Regions from separate parts of the Mus musculus genome. Here region 1 is linked to region 2. Evidence: chromatin contacts called from public HiCAR-type data. All regions are on one chromosome and are shown on one strand. Each heading gives the region's core, a stretch centred on a gene start, on an enhancer-like site or on the middle of the called end of the contact. The rest is flanking DNA. Distances are from core to core; before and after follow the strand shown. Region 1 has its middle 3.8 kb from the start of Gm40271. Region 2 has its middle 29 kb from the start of Gm34348.

Region 1 (6,462 bases), core at 1,157-3,656, 730 kb after region 2:
GGCAGGAGGAGAATGGAAACTCGGTGTCTTAGTTAGGGTTCCCATTGCTGTGAAACCATGACCAAGGCAAATCAGAAAAGGTAAACATTTAATGGGGGCTGGCTTACACTTTCAGAGGTTCAGTCCATTATCCTCATGGCTGGAAGCATGGCAGTGTGCAAGCAGACATGGTGGTAGAGAAGGAGCTGAGAGTTCTGCTTCTTGTTCGGAAGGCAACCAGGAAAGACAGTCTCATTGGAGAGTCTGAAAGCCCACCCCCACAGTGACACATTTCCTCCAATAAGGCCACACCCATTCCAACAATGCCACACCTAATAGTGTCACTCCCTGGGCCAAGCACATTCAAACCACCAAACTTGGAGATAAGGGACTATTCTTGGGTTCCAGTCAAAAGATAGGTGGCTTGGCTAAGGCAGCAGCTGTGGGGGAGACTTAAAGCAGCCATGAGAACGATTCTGAGCAGCCCCATTTCAAAGGGATACCCAGCCATTTTATGAGGCAAGATGGCCCAGGAAGGAGAGGCAGGTTCTTTAGCTGTGTGGTCTTGGGTAAGTCACTTAAATTCTCTAAGCCACACTTCCCAATATGCAAAATATGGTCATTTTCTGTCATATGGAATCCTGAGGGCATTTTTTAAATGTCTGGTATAGATGGCACTTTATCCTAAGCCTAGCAGGTCTCAGACACTTAGTAAATGCTTGCAACAGGTGCCACTACCCAAGGACCTCATTGATTCTTTCCTCGAATGCCCCTCCCTAGATCACATAGGCCACACATCTTAAAGTTTGAAGGGAAGCTGAGATTCAATCAGGGGCAGAATATGGCCGGAAATAGGCTTAAATGTGGACAGAGTGGCTGACCTTGGCATGGTGGGACACTCAGTGAGTACCACCAGTGCTTTCAAGATATATCAATGTGACCTAATTGTTGCTTGCTCTCAGGTTTATAACCAACCCAAATTTCTTTCTTTTTTTTTTTTTTTTTTTTTTTTTTTCCGAGACAGGGTTCATGGTTTCTCTGTGTAGCCCTGGCTGTCCTGGATCTCACGCTGTAGACCAGGCTGACCTCGAACACAGAAATCCGCCTGCCTCTGCCTCCCAAATGCTGGGATTAAAAGGCGTGCGCCACCACTGCCTGGCGCCAACTGAAATTTCTAAGGAAAAACATTTCACAAGGTCAGGTACTATGAAGCTTCACTGTGCACACACAGTAGAGGGTCATAGGCTCTCAGGAAGCTACAGATCTACTGCTGGGACAAACAGGTCCCAGAAGTCCCCAAGGGTCCCAGGCTGGCAGAATCATCAGGAGGGATGACGGAAGTTAGCCTATGGTTCCAAGACTCTGATACCAGGATCTGGGAACTAGACCTCAGTAAGAGGCTGTGGGGACATTCCCAAGAAGGACTGTCGTTAGCCTCCTAAAGGGGGTCCATCTTTCTCTCTTATATGCATAGACACAGATGGAGACATAAGTAGATATACACACAGGGAGAAACACACACACACAAGCACACTGACACATACACACATACAAAGATACACACAGGAACATGGACACACACAGATGGAGGGAGACACACAGAACTAGTGACATTTACACAGATGGGAGACTGACACCCACCAGAACACCAAACCACAAACGGAGACACACACAATCACAGACGTACATATGGACATACAGACACAGAGAACAGAGGCCTTCACGGAAAAAAAAAAAAAACAAAAACTGATGGGGAGAGAAGGAGAGGCTGAGAAGAAGGAAGGAAGGAGGAGAAAGAGAAGCAGAGGGAAAGAATGCAGAGCTCAAAAGGGCCACACAGGAGAGCCCACCCAGGCCTCTGAGGGCAGATGGGGTGTAGACACAACCCTGCCCTCCCTCTGCCTGTTATTTCAAAGGACTACATCCTTCAGGTCCCTCCCACTTGGCAGCTCCTAATTTAAGCCTGTGAAGGTGTTAGATTGGATAATTCCACTATGGGGACCAGAGGAGACTGCCAGGGGTAAAATGACCAGGTGGAATACACTAGGACTAGGGCACATTGAGAAGAGTATTAAACAGCATGGCAGGAAGGGGGAAAGAGACTTCGGAGAGGGCTTCTCTGGGGCCCCTGAACAAGTGCCTGCAACCCTGCCTGGAGGCTGGGAGCGCTGGCAGACCTAGGCGGCGGCGGCGGCAGCAGCAGCCGCTGGCCAGCCTGGTTTCCCTCAGCTACAGACAGCCTGGCTCCAGGCCCACCTCCCGGTGCCCTGGGCCTGACATCTTCTGGGCAGAGCCACGGTGCCCCAGGAGCCATGTGGATGGTGTTAGTAAACACGCTTTCTTGCGCCCAGCCTGGCAAGGCCTGTGGGCAGCGGGAGGGCGTAGAGCTGGCAGCTCCCACGGCTGGGCAGGAGGACGGGAGGGTGGACCGGCGGGCAGACGGGCGGGCAGGCCGCCCTGCACAGCCAAGCCAAGGCCCAGAATGGAGCAGCTGCTCCTGTCACCATGGAGACGGAACTGAACAATGAGCAGCCAGAGATGCAGCATGGCTGCCTGGCACCGCGGCCACACTCCCGCCAGGCCCTCACACCTACACACAGGAGCTCATGCACTCACCCTCATGTGCGCCTGCATGCATGGACGTACGTGCACATATGCGCACACACGCATGCAGAGTTCCAGGAAGGAGAAAGAAATAGAGAAACCGGGTAAGGACAGTAGAATCTATAGAAAAGGAAGGAGAATGTGAGATGAGGTTCACAGCCTTACAGTTGCAAAGTTGAGCAGAAAAAAAAAAAAAAATCTCACCCTTTGATTCTGGCTAAAAATACCTTAAAAAAAAAAAAGGCAGCTTTGCAGAGGGTCATGTGGTGCCCTGGATTCTTGTGTAACAGGAGAGCTGAAGGGGTTCTAATTAGCAAAAGGCATCTTGAGTCCCATCCCCTTCCCCCTTGACGCGGGTTGCTGAGAGACCCTCACAAAGCTGTTAGTCCCCAGGAAATGAGGATACATTGTTAAAAATGAGCCTAAATCCCAGGTGATTCCTCTCTCCAAGACAATGCAGAGAGGAGGCTGGCTGGCTCAGCCACGGGCTGGAGAGGAGTCGGAGAAAGGCCCCCGTCCAAGTCCTTTAAGAAAAAGTAACCAGTGGCATCCGGGCAGGGAAGGTGGGTGGGCATCAGCTTGTAGTGCACAGGGGCACCTTCTGGGCAAGTTCCCCTTCTGTGAACTGGTGAACTCTTAGCCCCAGCAGCTCCTAGATCCCCAGATATTACCTGCTCCTGCCACTCAGAGGAGCATACAGAAGTTTATGAACACTGAGGAAACAGACAGGATTACCATGAGTTCAAGCCAGGTGTTGGTTACAAAGTGAGACCTTGTCTCAAAAAGCACAAAAGAAGGCAAAGAAAGAAAAGAAAGGGGGAGGGGGTTGGAAAGAAGGGAGGAGGCAGGAAAAAGGGAGGGGAAGGAAGAGGAGAGGAGAGGAGAAGGAAGAGGAAAGGGGAGGGGAGGCCAGCCGATATAGGTATAGACAGACATCTCCCTAACTATCCCTTCCAGCCTGGTATCTGGAAACTCAGTCTGCTCTTCTCAGCATCTCTGTCCAGGGGCTGACAGACGCTGTATTTCAGCATTATCTTAAGCTTCCAACAGGCTACTTATTTTTTCCTGGCTTCACCTATTTCTCTTCTTCCTTCTGGGCAGGTGAATGCTGTGTGAAGATAGCTATCCTGGAGGCCTGCTGGATTCCTTTAGTGGAAAATAGGAAGACTTACCAGTTGACCTGGCGCTACTGTCTACACCGACTTCCAGTTCAGAAAAAGCAAATTCTCAGAAGACTCTCAGGAAGTAGTGTTAGACCCATGACATTGACCGCCATGTAGTTCAGGGGCCCAGAGCCGAGGTGAGAAAGTGAGGATGTAAGAACTTAAAGGTATTTCTAGGCATAGAGTTTTAAAGGAGAACACAGAGAGGAAGCAAGAGGAACAGGGCACGCTGGGAACAAGGAAACGCTTGAAAAGGTAAAGGAAGCCTGGGTTGAAAGAGAAGCCTATGGCCCTGAATCCGGAAAACTGATTCGGGATTAGCAGGTTCCAAGCCTCCCCACATTGGTTGCGCACAGCATGATCCATCTTCACACTCCCAGCACCTACTCCCGGGGGCATCATGACAGATGGACAGCAGTAGACATTAAAATCACAGTAGGCTGGAGCCAGGCTCTTTCCCCAATATCCACATCCCCTCCCCTTTCAGGATCCCTTCTAGAAGCTTCTCAAGCTCCAGGGAGCCATCTGCACTGGCTCAGACGTGGCAGAGAAGGAATTAAAACGTGAGAGGCAAGATCAGAGAGAGACTTGCTCCCCTCAAGAACCTCTTAAGTAGAGGGAAAAAGGCAGGCAATTTTTAATCATCACGGATTGTTTAAACTTCTGAATCCGTCTTCTGCGGAGCCTAGGGAGCACCCATTGTGGCTGGTACCCAGCAGTAGTCCTTGGTCCACCTACCCCCAACAGTCACACACATTTCCTGGACCCTTCTGTAGGTCCTCCCAGGGTCCTTGCTAGGCCAGGCCAGCAGGACCCTGCTTATCTAAGGAGATCTGACAAGACTGCAGCCCTGGGGGTATGGCTGCTGGCGAAACATATGGTACATCGTAAATAGGACTTCCTTTTAGGAAATGAGCTGCTGTAATTAAATCCCCATTCATTTTTCTGTAACATACACACAGAGACAAATAGATCTTTATCCTTTAGAAGCTCCGAAGAGAAAAGGCTTGTGGGGAGCTGAGATTCTCAACTGTGACTTTTATAAAAGATTGCTTAGATCCAGGTGAAATAAGAAGTCCCTTTTTTGGGGGGGGGGGGGGTGGAGTGGGGGGGGGTGGAGTCCTCTGTTTAACAGTCCTTGCTGTCCTGGAACTCACTTTGTTTACTTTGTAGACAAGGCTAGCCGAGAACTCACAGAAATATGCCTGCCTCTGCCACCCAAATTATTGAGATTAAAGGCATGTGCCACTACTGTCAAATAGAAGTCTGAATTCTTTCGGAAGATCTCGTGGATGAGTGGGTGGGTGGGTGGGTGGGTGAGTGGGTGGGTGGGTGAGTGGGTGAATGAGCGCTTCTTCCTTCCCAACAGGAAATGAGGAAATAATCAAAGAGGAAAAATTAAATTTGGGCGCTGGAAGTGATTGTTTCTTCCCATTCCACATACATAAATAACAATGTAAATAAACTCCATGGGCTGGAGAGATGGCCAGTGGTTAAGAGTACTGACTGCTTTTCCCCAGGTCCTGAGTTCGATTCCTAGCAACCACATGGTTACAACTACCTGTAATGGGATCTGATGCCCTTTTCTGGTGTGTCTGAAGACAGCTACAGTATACTCACATAAATAAAATAAATAAATCTTAAAACAAAACAAAACACTCCTGAGTGTCACTAATATTAGACATATTTCCATTAGGGTAAAGTGGATTGGGTTCCACCTCCATGAGCTCCAACTGTGAGCTGTACACTGATGCTGAGACAGGGGAGTGACTAGAACTGAGGAACACCTGCACATGGATACTGAGTGTCTAACTAGTGCCCATGGTTGTATTTCACAAGGGATGTGGGTAATGGCACCTGGGACAAACAGGACTGCCAGGCTAGAGGACCCAGGGGGTGCCCTGGAAAGGAGTGGGGGCTCATCCCAGGAGAGGTAATGGTGTCCCTTGCGAAGGATCCATAGTGTTGGAGTCAGGCACTGGAGACCTGGATGCAGGACAGAAGCATCTCTCTTATTTTTGGTAGTTGGCAAGACCCAGTATTTGGTTGAACTTTTCTTGAATAAAACCACTAAGTATCTGTCACCAGGCATACAGTGGTAAGTCCAAGACATCACACAACCCTCCAGCCAAACAGAATGTGGTAGGCACAGAGTTAAGTCAAGGATGGGTTTTAGAGGGAAGAAGATCTCCAAATCCTCCAAACTGCAAATACCAGAGGCCTCTTCCTTCTCTAGTCACCCTTTAAATCAGTGGGAAGGGATTTATGAACTGAGATGCAAATGTTGGGAGATGGGCTGAGTTTCTTCCTAATTCATATCTCTATCAGCACAGAATACACTGTTCACAGCACACACACACACACGCACACACACACACACACACATACACACACCCAAGTTTTGGCTTTGTGGGCAAGGAGGTAAAGACTCAAATACGAAGGCCTCATGCATGCTATGTATGATAGAGCAGCTATGGAAAGGATTCAGTGGGTAAGAGTACTTGATGTGCAAACCTGGAGATCTGAGTTCAAATCCCCAGAACCCACATAAAATACTAGCCATGACCTCTAACACACTTAGAGCCCCAGAGCTGTAGAGGGCAGAGACTAAAGTATTACTGGGGCTCATTGATCTATGCCCAGCCTAGCTCCAAGTTTATAAAGAACAAAGAAACAAGACAAAGGACAGTGGAAAAAATCTTCTGACATCTCCTGG
Region 2 (5,985 bases), core at 1,358-3,857:
GGGGAAGCTTCCAGTGAGCTAATGACTACACATCTAAAGTTTTTGTGGCCGTATATGAGCACTCAGCTGAGGACCAGGCCTTTAACCCATAAATTTTCCTTTAGGAATATTTAAGAAACAAAGAATAACAGTAAGGTATGGACCCCTTAGGGCTTTAGTTAAACTCTCTCTACACTTCCTATGAATTCACTTACAATAATAACTCTCATTTTGAAATTTTGCTAATATATGCATAACATACCTAGTTCAAATTTGACATGCCGTGGGTACCAAACAAAGGTTAGTTAAAGGCGTATTCCAAGATCATAGAGTTATTCATAGAAGCCGGTAAGAAGGATGGAGGATGACATCGAAGAATGTGTTTCCCAGACACAGCAGGGTACAGTAGACATCTCAAACTCACAGCAATTGTGACAGCATGCAAGAGACCTGCCTAAGCTCAGTCTAAATGGAATCTCAGTATGGAGGACAGGATATCTGCATGGAATCCCACCCCTGGCAGAGGAGATATTGGTAGCTGAGGAAAGAGGGAGACTCGATTTTCTTTAATGATGTGGCGCCTGGTAGGTTGGCCACACTCCAGCGCAGGCCCTCTTTCCAAGAGCAGTAGGGCGACGTAAACTAGATACGATGGAGAAAAGAATAAGTTAATAAATATAACATCAAGTATTACAATGATACAATTAGTGAATCATTGTAAGTGAATGGAGAACATTGAAGGAAGATGGGGCAAGTACAGAATGAGACCAGAATGTCCAGCTTCGTCCTTCCCATGTGAGCCACGTGTGTTTGAAGAAGGCTGCCAATGAAACAAAGACCATCCTCACTGAGGATTAAGGGAGGAAGAACCTCTGGTCTGGTGCCTTTTGTAAATAGACAACCCATGCCCAAGAACAGCTGCACGAGAACAGTATGTCAGCCTGGCTGTGGTGCTGCACACCTTTAAGGCCAGCACTTGGAAGGCAGAGGCAGGTGGATCGCTGTGAGTTTGAAGCTAACCTGATCTACAGAGAATTCCAGAATAGTCAAGGCTACACAGAGAAGCCCTATCTCAAAAAAGCAAGCAAGCAAACAAACAAAAAACCCAAGCTGTTTTGTCTAGTGTATATTGCCAAAGGGAATAATTAAATAAATTAACTTTATTCAATAATTCAGAATTCCATCAACCTATGCCACCTTCAGTTTTCTTCTTCAGTCTGACTAAATGTGTTCCCTCCAAAGTCTCCCTATGCAACTACCAAAGCATGCAACTGCCACCATAGACGCTAGGATGGATCTCATTGGAGCTAGCCTGGGAACATACCCAGAAAGGACATCTCCTCCTTAACGAGAGGTGACATAGTGCCTGCCATTGTTGTGACAACGTTTTATACTTATTACTTAATTATTTAAAAAGCTATGCAATGTGCATTTCTAGTCTCACCTTACACACCAAGAAGCGGTGGCATAGGGACACATTGCCTCTGGCAGAATGTTCTAGATTTGGGTCCATTGTCTCTGTCTCTCTGAATGTGGAGCTTACTATGCTGGGTAGTCAAAAGACATAGCCACAGCTGGTGTGTCATGGATAGCCCCAATGATAGAGACACAGAGATGTTAACACCAGGGCTCAGAGAAGTGACTCCAACTTGGTAGGGTGGTGAAGGACTTTCTGGAGGAGACGAGCTGGTGTGAAAGTGGAGACTGGCAGTGCCATAGCCTGGGATTCACGTGAGTTATAAATCAGATTGTGCCTCTGGCCTGGCTTCCTTGCTCTTGCCCTGGTGTGCTCTTCCTGGCCACTAGTCTATCACCTCTTGAGTCTTCTCCACGATGGGACCTGCCAATCTCACCCCAGACCTACAGCCTCTACACACCTCTCCTCTACCTTCCCTGAATGTTCTCCCTGCTTTAGTGCAATCCTCCTTGACCATGCTCATGGGCCTCACTTAAACTTGTCCTCTACCAAATTGCCCTACTTATTTTCTTCAAAATACACAATAGTGCCTCAATTGTCCTTCGACCTGTGCCTCTCTGTCTCTCTGACTATTACTTTTCATTAGACTGTCAAGCCCTGTGAGGTTGTTTCTATGCAATGTGTTCACAGTTCAAATTCTACCGTCTAACTTTTGGACCAGCTCCAGGAGAGCTTTGGATGTGTCCTCTGATTATTTGTAGAAGACTTCCTGTAGCAAGTAGGACTGAGATGGAGCCCAACCGAGGGAGATTTAGAGGGAAGATGCTGGTCTTCTCTTCCTCTGAAAGAAAGCAAACATAGGAAGGACTTCATGGCAGGTGTCCCAAGATGCTAGAAGGAAAGAATTTCAAATCAGTAACCAACATGCCTGTTCTGCCTCTTCAACTTGTCATACAGACTGAGAAATTCCCTCTCCCCTCCCTGGAATTGGCTTCATCTGAGAAATAAGTGGGTGGGTCTCTAAACAACTCTTTAGCACTCAGATTATAGAAGGTAAACTTTCAGCATCCTTAAAGGCCTGATACCACACACACACACACACACACACACACAACCCTGTTGCCCTTCAGCCAATCCTTCAGGGACAGTGGGACATCTGCTGAACAGAGCCTCATGGCCATTACAAAGCCAGGGTTCTTACTTCATGGTCCCTGCGAATTGCAACTACTCCATTTGGCCACCAGGGGGCATCACTTACCAAGACACTGCAGTCCTCTAGAAGGTCGTTTGAATGCCCTTGAAGCTTGACGATCTGCAAAAATGTAACTCAGATATTTTGCAAAGGCGGTAGGGTGCTAGCTCCCAGGGGATGAGAAGGAATTCACACATAATCAAATATCAGAGAAAAGTAAAACGTGGGGAGGAAGCTAAGGAAAACCGGGCTCTTCACAGTGTTTGCACCACCCGGCTTGGTGGGGGTGGGGCTAAGCTCTACCTCGGTACTTATTCAGACCTAACGGTCCCCCACACCCCCACCTCTGCCTCCTTGACCCTGCACTACCCAGTGCAACCTCCTCCCACAGCTGTGAACTCCAGGCCAGGAGGATGTTGCAATCTTTGTTTTGAGGGGAAACACACACTCACAAGACAGTTGTTTCTCTGACCCATGGGGTTTGGCCTGTGAGCCCTGCAGCTGTTTCTACAGGAGCTGAAGGCAGACAGGGCTAGAGAGACAAAGTCGGGAGGCCATCTCTTCAGAACCTGGGTCTGTCTCTCACAGATTCATCAAATTGCAATGAATTCTTCATCTGGCCAGGCCTTCAGGAGACAGAGTGGTCCCATTTCCGGTTACCACCCGATTAACAGGCAGACAGAGGTGACTCATAGGTACGGTCAGATGATAGAGGGAGGACAAATGGCCCACCAAGAGGAGGGCAGTATACTCTAATTCTGCTGGGGGCTCAGATTGGTCAGGCTCCTGTAGCTGCATGAGTGGAGGAAAAAGAAATAAAAGGAAAGAATTTGACCCCCTCCTTGGAATGGTGGAGGAGAAAGGTTATTGTAGATAAAAGGGAGAGCAAAGCCAGAGGTAGACACATCTGGGCAAGTCCACAGAGGTAATGACTCTGAGCCTTGTGAGGAGTGGGGGAGGGGAAGGAAAAGGATAGTGAGGGGGAAATGGTTCAGCAGCCAGGAGGCCTAAGGAATGAAAGGGGCAAGAACCAAAATGGCTGGATTATTCAGAGAAGAGCCTCTGGGGGAAGGGCAGCCCAGCCCCTGGAAAATTCAGACTGTAGGGCAGAGTATGCAAGGATACCCTGTAACAGGTAGGGACTGAGGGATGCTGGGAGAAGAATCTGGCTGTGGGGTCGCTTTGATATGTTAAATAAGCACTATTGGCCTTTTGTCCCAGAGTTTGCAGCTTAAGGGGGGTGACACAGGAGCTGAGAACAGAACAGAACAAGGATGTAGAGAACAAAGGCATCTGGCCATTAGAAAAAGCCGGAAGCTCAGGAAGGGGAGAATTTCCATATAACTGGGACTTTGGTGTTAAGAGAAGGGACACCTGGCGCAGAGACAGGGAGGTGCTGAATGGCCAGCAGAGAATCCCTGTGTGGTACTGGAAGGTGGTCCCACATTACCTGAGTGATGGACAGTTGTCATGGTGCTCTAAGTAGGAGAATTGCAGAGCCAATCTTGTGGTGGTGGTACAGAGATGGGTGATAAAGAGATGGGTGGTTTGAAGCTGCTTAGGGGAGGGCCTAAGCCAAACTTACAGGTTGCTGTTCTACGACGGCTTGAAGATGCCTGACCGAGGGCTGTGGCCACAGAACCAGAAGAAGCCTGAGAAGCATTGCTTACCAGCAACGTCAGCCAAGGAAAAGCCAATCCCCTTTCTTGGTCAAAGCATCCTTCTGATAATGCCATGGAAGAGTGACCCTCAGGATGCAATGCATGTGTAAATTAGCCTGTGTTCTCTCCAGCTAACAGACAAGGACATTCAAAGATCTTGTCATCTCTCCTCTTTGTTCACTGATATTTTCTGATGAAATTGTTTGAAAATCCCAAGTTTAATATGCCTCAGAACTGTCCGAACCCTAGCTGTATACAGTGTCATTTTCCGCTTCTCAGGAGTCACTGACCTCAGTGAAGCATCATAAATGCACAGAGGGGACGAAGCCAGAATCAAATGGCAGGAAATAAAATACATGACAGTGGAGCAGGGAGGGTCATGGGACTGACTTACTTTCACAGTTGTTTTTACTTAGTGTTTATATCACGTCTCCACGGAGTGTAGATGGCCCTCCTCCATGCTCCCACTGCCCCTCATCAGAGGTAACTCAGAAGCAAGGAGGGCAGCCAAGTGCTGAACATGTGAGAAAGGCTCCCTCCAAGTCCCAGGGCCTACATCTGCTGGATGCATCTGTTCTCTGAGTACTTTGCAAAAATCAGGGCACAAGCCCCAGCTGCTTCTCAGCAGAGAGTCCTACAGGGAGGGAACACAGAACTTACACTGAAGAACTAGGCTGTGCTAGCTGCCTCTCTATTCATATCCAATACAGGTAACTACATAGACAACTTGCAGAAGGACAAAGAGGGACTGGCTCTGCTCTTTGCAAGATGCCAAGGGTGTTTGTGGGGTACACACCACCAAGAAAATTCTCCCCAAACTGAATGACCAAAAAATGAGACTATTATTCTCGAAAACCCAGATATAGGGTGCAGTTTGGAAACTATTGTATATGTCATAGAATGGGAGGCAAGACTGTCGGCTTATAGTCCTGACTTCATAGTCAAACAGCTATATAAACTTCAGCCCATTACTTGGATGGTCCTAGGTTCAGGTCTGGTTTCTGGTTCCCCAGTCCTCATGCATCTGTGACAAATGAGAGGGTTTAAAAAGATGGACCTCTGTACTCCGATGTACTATTCTGGTTCCACCAAGACTATATCACTCACTGATTTGGTCTGGATCTTCAGTTGAGGAGAGAAGATGCATCTCAGATAACCAACAATCACTTCACGCCCATAAATCAGGAGGTGGTGTTATATGCTGATGAACAAACACCATCCTGCAGAGAGATAAAGGACAAAGGGACGGAAACACTGGGACTGCTCAGGGAGTCAGATGCCAGTGGAGTGATGAGGCAGGGAGAGTGCTGAAGGCTGATGAGAGACACTGAGTAGGATACTGCAGGCAGAAGAAGCAGCGGGTGCAGCGGTGGCTGAGAAAAGCACAGTGCAGGCTCCTGTCCACTTATGAAAGCAATGCACGTGGTGCTGGCAGGAGGGGCATGGGGGCTCTTTGTTCTTAGAAGCTACTCCGGCTAAAATATGGGTCATGCACTAGGGTGAGCCAGAGGGAAAGAGATTGGATGCTGGTTCCTACAGAAATCCAAAGGAGACACGGAAGCGTTATGTACCTCAGCCACTTAAACCTTTTAACAACTTTTGTCGCCACAGTTATTATCTCCAGTTTAAAAACAGAAACCAGGCAACTACAGTGGGAAACAGAAACCAGACCCTTCATGAAGAAATACATTGTTCAGCTCAACACTGGTCACCAGGACTGCTAACTCCAGGAGCTC

Evidence for each region. HiCAR-type assays count read pairs that join an accessible place to other places.
Region 1: a contact with region 2 is called in a HiCAR-type map of embryonic stem cells, with 2.5 times the contacts expected there. The contact joins two enhancer-like sites. A contact is called at or near these places in 2 of 39 promoter capture datasets (cranial neural crest and maxillary cranial neural crest) and 2 of 115 datasets of contacts at active chromatin or transcription factors (astrocytes and embryonic stem cells).

Annotation. Positions count from the first base shown.
Region 1 is chr12:12,902,380-12,908,841 of GRCm38.p6, forward strand. No RefSeq gene overlaps it. Among named protein-coding and RNA genes, the nearest start is that of Gm40271, 3.8 kb to the right of the region's middle. Within about 2 kb of position 2,407, at least 141 of the 459 cell types and tissues checked have an H3K27ac peak or open chromatin away from gene starts, as enhancers often do. A contact at or near this core is called in embryonic stem cells, where this site is marked.
Region 2 is chr12:12,173,799-12,179,783 of GRCm38.p6, forward strand. No RefSeq gene overlaps it. Among named protein-coding and RNA genes, the nearest start is that of Gm34348, 29 kb to the left of the region's middle. RefSeq lists an enhancer at 5,298-5,985. Within about 2 kb of position 2,608, at least 165 of the 459 cell types and tissues checked have an H3K27ac peak or open chromatin away from gene starts, as enhancers often do. A contact at or near this core is called in embryonic stem cells, where this site is marked.